Regions from separate parts of the Danio rerio genome. Here region 2 is linked to region 1. A link is a contact called in public Micro-C data. All regions are on one chromosome and are shown on one strand. The core of a region is the stretch at or near the end of the contact, and the rest is flanking DNA. Distances in the headings are between cores, read along the strand shown.

Region 1 (4,212 bases), core at 165-2,664:
TTCCAACCACAGTTGTTCCCAAGGGTTTGAATATTGTGGCCGCTGGATTTCCTGATGTTTTCTTAAAGGGACTTTTAATTACCTGCGAGTTACTGATGTGTATTAATGTTTATTATTTTAAAGTGGGAATCTCATGCCAACTAAAACGACAGTACAAAACAGTATTGCTGCTTCAGAATATTTCAGACATATGGACATATTGGATAAGTGGAGCAAAGCCACACCACACGCAACAACTTGATCTTCTAAAGTTTAACAAATTTGATAAAAGCCATGCAACATTTTCATGCTATAACTTTTTTTATATGGAATTGTAACTGATTTGCTGATATGCTGCAGCGACCCCTTTAAATACGAGATCAGTGTAGCGAATTTTGTGGCTCTTGCCAATGGATCTGTGAAGGCAGAGTGTTGTCACCAGGGCATCCAGATTCCAGAGTGAACTATGATGCTCTCGCTGCCTTCGATGTGAATGCACAGTTAGAGACAAATTGTCGCTGGATCAAGCATTGACTGGTTCAGTTGGCATTTCTGTGTGGAGTTTGCATGTTCTCCCCATGTTCACAGATGTGTGCTGTTAGGGGTTGTAATAGTAAATTGGGAAAGCTAAATTGTGTTTAGCGTATGGGTGTTTTCCAGTACGGGTTGCAGCTGGAAGGGCATCCCCTGTGTAAAACATGGTAGCTAAGTTGGTGGTTTATTCCTCTGTGGCAACCTCTGAAATAGAGACTAAGCTGGAGGAAAAGGAATAAATGAATAATTAGACATTTTTTTTTAGATTTGTTGTTAAATTTAAGGGTTAAGTAAATTAAAATGTGGCATTTATAAATGCTATATTAAGTCGGAATATAAGAAACTGCATCTAATGTTAATCACACTATTAAAGATCAGGAAATCACTGAACTTGACGGAGTATCCTAAGCTATAATACTACATTTATTTGTGAATCTTCATGTAAAATTCTTGAGCTTATTAAATTTTGATTATGCAATTTCTGTATTATTTATTATTTGAATGTTTCTTTTAAATAGATATATATTGAATATGTAAATTTTGTTTAGCTTGTGTTTATAGAAAAGAGCATAAAAAATCTTATCAACCTCCAAAATTAAATGTGTAGTTTAAAATAAACATGGCATTTATTACTATATTTATTTATTGTTTTTACATACTGTTACTCTTAGTGTGTTGTGCCAAATAAATGTTGCTCTTATTGGATCATTGAAGCAGTTGTTAGTTATGCATCTTAGAAAACATCTTCTCTATAATAAGTCGTGTTAGCTCATGTTTAGTTCTGGAAGCAAATGCTGGGTAATAACAGTAGTGCTGGCAATGCTAGCGTAGCTCATCCTGCTAATGCTCACTGAAGTCTCTGTCCGCTGTGAAGGGTGGATGTGCGTCTGGCTGAGTCATGCTAGCCTGTAGCCTTATTTCGGGCTAATGGAGTGATACATACACACACAGGAATGTGGAGCACTGATGCGTGTTTGTTGTGAAAGCACAGAGTCAACCTTTTGACATTTATTTCTGATGATGATGAAGTCAGTAGGTGACACCGTTATCAGGAATAACTTTGTTTTATGATTCTCTTCTGTTATCTTTGGGGATTTAGAGGCTAGTGTAAATGTTCAGGTTTTGTTTAGTCTGGTGATTCCAGGCAGGGAGTGGTGCTTTTAGGAGAAAGAGCAGAAAACGGATCGCTGGACTGTTCTAGTAATGAGGGCCGGATACTGGACCACATGCTTGGTTTAACACCCAAAGCCTACCAGACCAAACAGAATTCCATGCTCACCAGCTCTGCGTTTTTTCCTCTCTCTTTGCTCCCTTCATCTCATTGTTTCAGGCAGTTTGTTTCTCTAAGCGAATCAAATCTTTCTCTTTTGCACTTGTTTTGGTGCTGGAGTGTCTGATTCTGTTCGACAAAGTGTCTGTAGCTCTGAGCTTTTGTTGTTTATAAGTCTGAATCAGTTTGTTTGTAACCGCTTGAAGGAAATAGGAGTCTGTCCATCACAGGTTTTGACATTCTCAAGTCATTTGTGTTTGATCGTGAGGATTTTTGTTACTCAACATTAAGTTTTGTTTGGCTGCTTTTACACTGCAAAGTCTAATGTGCTGATTTCATTTAATATCTTTTTGTGCTAAAAGTGTATTAACTTGACGATCAAATTAAAGGTCAAATCAGACCTTAAGGCTGTTTATGCTTGCGTGACCCACGGCACTTGCCTTGCGCGTAGTCGTGCATTTATACTTCTGTGCGCTGTTTGTGTTGCTCTGCAATAACACTTTGTTCCTCTGTGTTGTTTCTTTGCGGGTGTTTTGTTTTTTTCTGAACGTCACCATGATGTACAAGTAGCTAAAACTTGCTTATTCTGAGGTGGGAACTGAGGACGGGCAACAACTTTAATCATAAGGTAAACACAAAACATCTGGAGCTCCTTTATGAGACTCGACACTTGTAAACACTTGCTCAATGTGGCTCTTTCAGCACTGCCCACACTCGGCACAGCTACCAAGCCAACCAATCACAGAGCTTTCTCTGTGTGTTGTTGTGATGTGTAGTTACTTTTTTGAGTTGCGTGTCAGCCACGGCGAGGGCTATTTGATATAATGATATGTGCGAGAAGGCTGTGCTGGACTATACGCGTGCGCAGAAGTAAACATCAGCCTTGAGTCGATACTTCTATATTCTCATTTATAGTTTATAGCTTTTCTTGTGTTTTTTAATGCTAAATATTATAGTTAAGAATAAATTTTGAAATTTCAAAGCAAAACTTTAGCTTTATTTTGTCTTTACATATTTGGTTGCATGGCTCTCACACCATCTTAATAATATGGAGGTTAGTGTGTGCTTCATTTTGCCGTTTTTATTTTAGCTTTGCGTTTAATTAAAGGATTAAATAATTATAGCATAGAATAATGTTTTGTCTATTTTTTTCGTTTTGTGACATGTAACCATGTATTAAGCAGGATAAAGTACAACCAGGCAGCTGTTATATTAGAATTAATCAGTCTCATACAACCAATAAGCCTATAATCAATGGTGATGTTTATTCCTCGCAACTGTCAAAACTGGCTTGCTTGGTTTGTGACTTTTGGAGCTGCACATTGATGGATTTGCTCTTTAGTGTTTGGACTAAGCAAGAAAATTAAATCCCTCTCAACTGAGCTAAACTAAACTTCAACCCTGAAAACGGGACTGACACCATTTCAATTTATTAGAACTACAATGTTAAGCTGCTTTGACATAAGTTAAAAAACATATTTAATAAAAAAAAGAAAAGAAAAAAAGCTATATAGATAAACATGAATTGAATTGAATTGAATTAGCCTGTTGGGCTTTATTCTATGATAGTAACCGCCTGGAAGTACGTTATTCCTTACATATAGTTACACTGTATAAAGCAATTAGCTGACAATTTCTTTTTAGAAAGTGAGTAAACCTGTTACTTTTAAAGTGAATAGTGGACTTGAATTAAGTAAACCCATTGCCTCAATTAAGTAAATGAACTACGTGTATAATTATAGAAATTAAGTTGTCAACTTTAGAGTTCTAAACTACTGCTGGATTACTCTATTGTTTTTAAAGTGAATTGTTTCTTTTAATGCAACTGCTTTACTCACTTTAATTAAAGTAACTGATCGCCTTTTACAGTGTTTATAGTAGGGCTGCATGATATTGGGAAAAGCGTACATTGCTATATTTTTATTTTCAGTTATTTATATTGTGATATTTTACCAAATAGCTTAAATAACTCTATTTTGAAATAATAAATACATTTATTTTGTATGGGTCTATGGGAAGATTTTGCAGAGGAGTCGATCTGCTGGAAATATAACAGACTAATTGCCAGCATAGACAAATTCAGTAAAGCAATGGTGTAAATAAAGGAATCCAACAGTATTAAGGTACAAAAATAAAATTATTAAACAAACAAAGTGTTGTGTAGTCTTTATTATATACATTAAGTAAAATGAACTTTTGGTTAATGCTACAAAATGCAATAATTATTTGTGCCCGAATGTTTTAAGCTCATTTAAAATGTTTGCACAGTCACAGGCCTTAAACACACAACTAATAAACTTTCTCATTTTAAACTGAAATGACTCCACAATTGGACCTGGTCAGCTACAATCCTGATTCCACATTACAGATCCTGCGATGTAAATATTGTGCATTCCCACATTATGATATCAATGCTAAGACAATATATT
Region 2 (4,450 bases), core at 530-3,029, 40 kb before region 1:
TATTTTTCTCCAATTTCTTTTTGACGGAGATAATTTTTTTTCCAACACATTTCTAAACATAATAGTTTTAATAACTCATTTCTAATAATGGTTTTATTTTCTTTTTACCATGATGACAGTAAATAATATTTTACTTTTCTTGTCTTTTTTAAGACACTTCTATACAGCTTAAATTGACATTTAAAGGCTTAACTAGGTTTATTAGGGTAACTAGGCAGGTTAGGGTAATTAGGCAAGTTATTGTATAAAAATGGTTTGTTCTGTAGGTTATCGAGAAAAAATATAGCTTAAAGGGGCTAATAATTTTGTCCCTAAAATGGTGTTTAAAAAGTAAAAAACGGCTTTTATTCTAGTCGAAATTAAACAAATAAGACTTTTTCCAGAAGAAAAAATATTATCAGACATACTGTGAAAATTTTTTTGCTCTGTTAAACACCATTTGGAATATATTTAAAAAAGAAGAAAAAAATTTGAAGGGGGCTAATAATTCTGACTTCAACTGTGTGTGTATATATATGTATATATATATATATATGTGTATGTATATATATGTGTGTGTGTGTGTGTGTGTGTGTGTGTGTGTGTGTGTGTGTGTGTGTGTGTGTGTGTGTGTGTGTGTGTGTGTGTGTGTGTGTGTGTGTGTGTGTGTGTGTGTGTGTGTGTGTGTGTATATATATATATATATATATATATATGTGTATATATGTATATGTATGTATATATATATCCTTTTTTTTAAGCAGCAGCCACTGCTTTGGTTCTAATTATTGTCAGACACGTGATAATCCTTTCATTTTCACACACATTATGTTTTTTTACCTGCTTTCTTTTGCTTACAGTTATTTTGTTAATATAGTTTAATTATCATCCTTTACAATAACATTGCTTTAAAATGAGATATAAATAACTATTAATAACTTCTCATTTATGTGTAGTAACTGCTGATCTGGGACCTTTAGTCAGGACATATTACTGTGCTTATTGTAGATACATGACACTAGATCTTTTTAAATGTCAATTAAAAAAAAAAAAGGTTTTGTTGAATAAAAAGTGCATGTATGCAGCTGTATTTTGCTTGTTTTGACACATTTAAAATGTGTGGCTAAGAAATAGTTATTTCTTTCTTTTTGGTGTGGTCAAAGATACATTTGGTAAATCCTTAATTTTGAGCCCTAAAAAAGTCATGTGAAATAAAAACTAATTGCCATGCGACGCAACCCATTTGCTCATGCACAGTGAGCAAGCTCATACACAACACACACAAACAGTGAAATAAATGAGGAGGCATGTGGCCATAACATAACATCTAAATCAAGTGATCTTAGCATGTCAGTCACATTTATTCATATAAAATATATTTTCCAAACAACAAAATTGTGGCTAGTGAAAATGGCTAGTGGCTAGTAATGTTGGAAAACTACTAGCCACAGTGGCTGGTGATCAAAAAAGTTAATGTCAAGTCCTGGTGATATTTGTTTTACCCTATTCACCTCCTGTGTCTTGAGTTTATTACATACAGTATCATACTATTATATATCTATACAGAGCTTGTATTCCTTTTTAAGACCAAATCACTACTCCTGGTATTCATGAACCATTTTTGCATTCCTCTTGGTTATGTCATTTGTATTAGTGACGTAATGCCAGAATTTAGCCGTGGCTGTCACCACATCCCAGATGGCAGAGGAATTTCAGAGACCCACGACACACTGTGTTGAAGGGGTGTGACAGTCTGGTCTTTTCCCTCACACACACACACACACACACACACACACACACACACACACACACACACACCCTCTGTGACTCTGCCACGTCATTCAGGCCCTGTGGCTCTGTAACGTCACTGTCAGCTGATCACGCAAAACTCATAGCTGCTCTTCAGCTTTTTATTACAGTGTGCAGGACAGAAAGCCAGTTCAGGGACAATATGTACTGTATATACATCACTGCTTTGATCCTAACTGGTCCAATCAGGTAGATTTGTTGTATTACTGGTATATTAGATTAGATTAAAGTTTATTGTCATTACATATGTACAAGTACAATGCAATGAAATGCAGTTTAGGTCTAACCAGCAGTGCAATAGCAGCAAGTGCAGGATACAGGTATAAGTTATAAAGTGCAGTTACGTATAGATAAACTAGGGTGATATTTATAGATGAATGTACTCTGAACATTATATACAGGTTGTATTAGCTATGAACAGAGATTTACAATAAATGAATATATGTACAGGTTGCTATTAATAATCAGAAGTGTGCAGATAGATAAACATAATTACAAATGTATATGCACAGTGGGTGTGTACATCATTACAAATGCCCATGTGCAGTGGGTATGTACAGTTCAAATAAGTGAATTAGTGCAATTAATATGTGCAAATTTTAAATGTGCAAATGTTAAATAGTGCAGTGATTGGGATGAGTATAAGTTAGAGGAGAGTGGATAAGTTAGAGGAGTATAAGTTAGAGGAGATATACTCCAAACCTTAAAAAAGGATCAATTATTTTACTCAATTGTGTTTCCAATCAATTCGTTCTTTGTTTTTGTTTTCCTGTTTATTTAAATTGCATTAGTCTTCACATATTTGACACCTTTTTGGTCTGTTGAATTATTTTTTTATTTTTTTCTATGAAGCCCCTCCCTCATGGGTAGGCCCACACGAAATCTGCGCGCAGAATTCCGCAGATTTTCAGCCCATCATTGATTCTGTTTATTTACTTGTATAAATTTAAATATATTCAGTTTTTAAATGCATTTCAGTAATATTATTGACTAATATGAAAATATTTATATAATTTATTTGTAACAAATATATGTTTAACTTATATATAATATATATAATATATTACCATCGTAAAGTATTTCCAAGAAAGATGAGAGTTTCAAATGGAGAAACAGAATAATTCTTGTTAGTCCCTCAGGGGCAGACAGAAACCAGACTGCCATTGTCTCTTCCTCTGATTCAACTGCTCTATTTATGTGGCCTCAGGGATACAATGAATCAAGCTGGGCTTTTTGGTATTGGGTCGACTGCAAGTTTGTCTGCTGTAGTGTATCCAGCTTTTACACAGTGAGACTGTAATAGAGAACTCAAGACCAGCCTCAATCAACTGTGCCAACAGTGTGTGTTACCTAGTAACCACTACTGAGGCATCATTGTGTTCTTTTACGACAAGACTGATAAGGATGTGTGTATTATTACAGATACCGCAAAAAGTCTTCATTCAACAGCAAAAACTTCACCGAAGGTTGGTGCCTGTTATATTCATATTTCTCTAAATGACTGGTTGCTATTTAAAAAGATAATTCACCCAAAAATAAAACGATAATCTCCATTTTTTTTTCATTCTCAGCTTTTAGTGTTTATTTTTTCTGTTTTAACACAAAAGATGATGTTTTGAAGAATGTTAGAAACAGGTAACCAGTTATCTGTGACTGTAATAAATAAATAAACAATAATAAATAAATGGCTGCTGGTTCCAACATTCTTCAAAATATCTTCTTCAATGTAAAACATTGTAGGTTTCACATGATTTCTGCATGTTGTCCCAACACGAATGGATTAATTTAACTTGATCGTTTTACAAATTTATATAAATTGAACATAGAATAAATAAGTTGTCTCCCCATAAGTAGTTTAAACAAGCAGCAAAAGTATTTTTTAAGTGTTTTATCTTCAGCAAGAAAAGTGAGCTTGCATAGATTTGGAATAAGTGGAGGGAGCGCAAAAGATGAGGTTTAATTTTTTGGGGGAACTGTCCCTTTAAAAATTATTCCTTTAATATGATGCCGCTGTTTTTGCAAACACTTCCTCTATCCATGATGACCAGATCATGTTTTTTGAAAAGGCTGTGTGTCTGTGACGTAGAGACTGTAAAAGCATTATGTGTGTGTACAGAGGAGCTTCATGCTGAAGTGTGCTATGCCGAATGCCTCCTCCAGAGAGCAGCACTCACTTTCCTTCAGGTCTGTCCTAGTAAAATTCACTTTTACTTCTGGATTTGGCCTGTAGTCAATTATGTGAATGAAACATTTTTGAAGACAATAGGATATACTCTTAACTATGTCTTTCTTAAGGATGAAAATATGATCAGCTTCATAAAGGGAGGAATGAAAGTGAGAAACAGCTATCAAATATACAAGTAAGATTTAATTACAGCTGTGTTGTTATTGTGAAATATATTTTAAAAATGTCGACATTGATTTCGACATTGTGAAAGATGTTGCTTGACTCATTTTATGGGAATACTTGTTTTATAATTGAAATATTGAACATTTATATCCATGATTCATTATATATTATATTAATTACATAAAGATATTCTGTCCCTGTCTGTCTGTCTGTCTGTCTGTCTATCTCTGTATGTTATATATAATTTAATGCAGTAATATACAAATTACAGCTTTTCTCGGTGGCTTTGTTGCATTTCTCACAACACTATTT

The links. Hi-C and Micro-C count contacts between places; a contact is called where the count stands out from the background.
Region 2: a contact with region 1 is called in a Micro-C map of caudal fin, with 2.9 times the contacts expected there. The contact joins two enhancer-like sites. A contact is called at or near these places in 2 of 18 Hi-C or Micro-C datasets (caudal fin and an unstated tissue) and 1 of 4 datasets of contacts at active chromatin or transcription factors (caudal fin).

The regions. Positions count from the first base shown.
Region 1 is chr8:18,225,808-18,230,019 of GRCz12tu, reverse strand. All of the region lies in intron 1 of rnf11b (ring finger protein 11b), which reads left to right. Among named protein-coding and RNA genes, the nearest start is that of rnf11b, 16 kb to the left of the region's middle. Within about 2 kb of position 1,414, at least 24 of the 62 cell types and tissues checked have an H3K27ac peak or open chromatin away from gene starts, as enhancers often do. A contact at or near this core is called in caudal fin, where this site is marked.
Region 2 is chr8:18,266,005-18,270,454 of GRCz12tu, reverse strand. It overlaps ttc39a (tetratricopeptide repeat domain 39A), which reads left to right. Exons shown (of 21, transcript XR_012384188.1): 6 at 3,211-3,254; 7 at 3,905-3,972; 8 at 4,084-4,148. Among named protein-coding and RNA genes, the nearest start is that of rnf11b, 24 kb to the right of the region's middle. Within about 2 kb of position 1,779, at least 16 of the 62 cell types and tissues checked have an H3K27ac peak or open chromatin away from gene starts, as enhancers often do. A contact at or near this core is called in caudal fin, where this site is marked.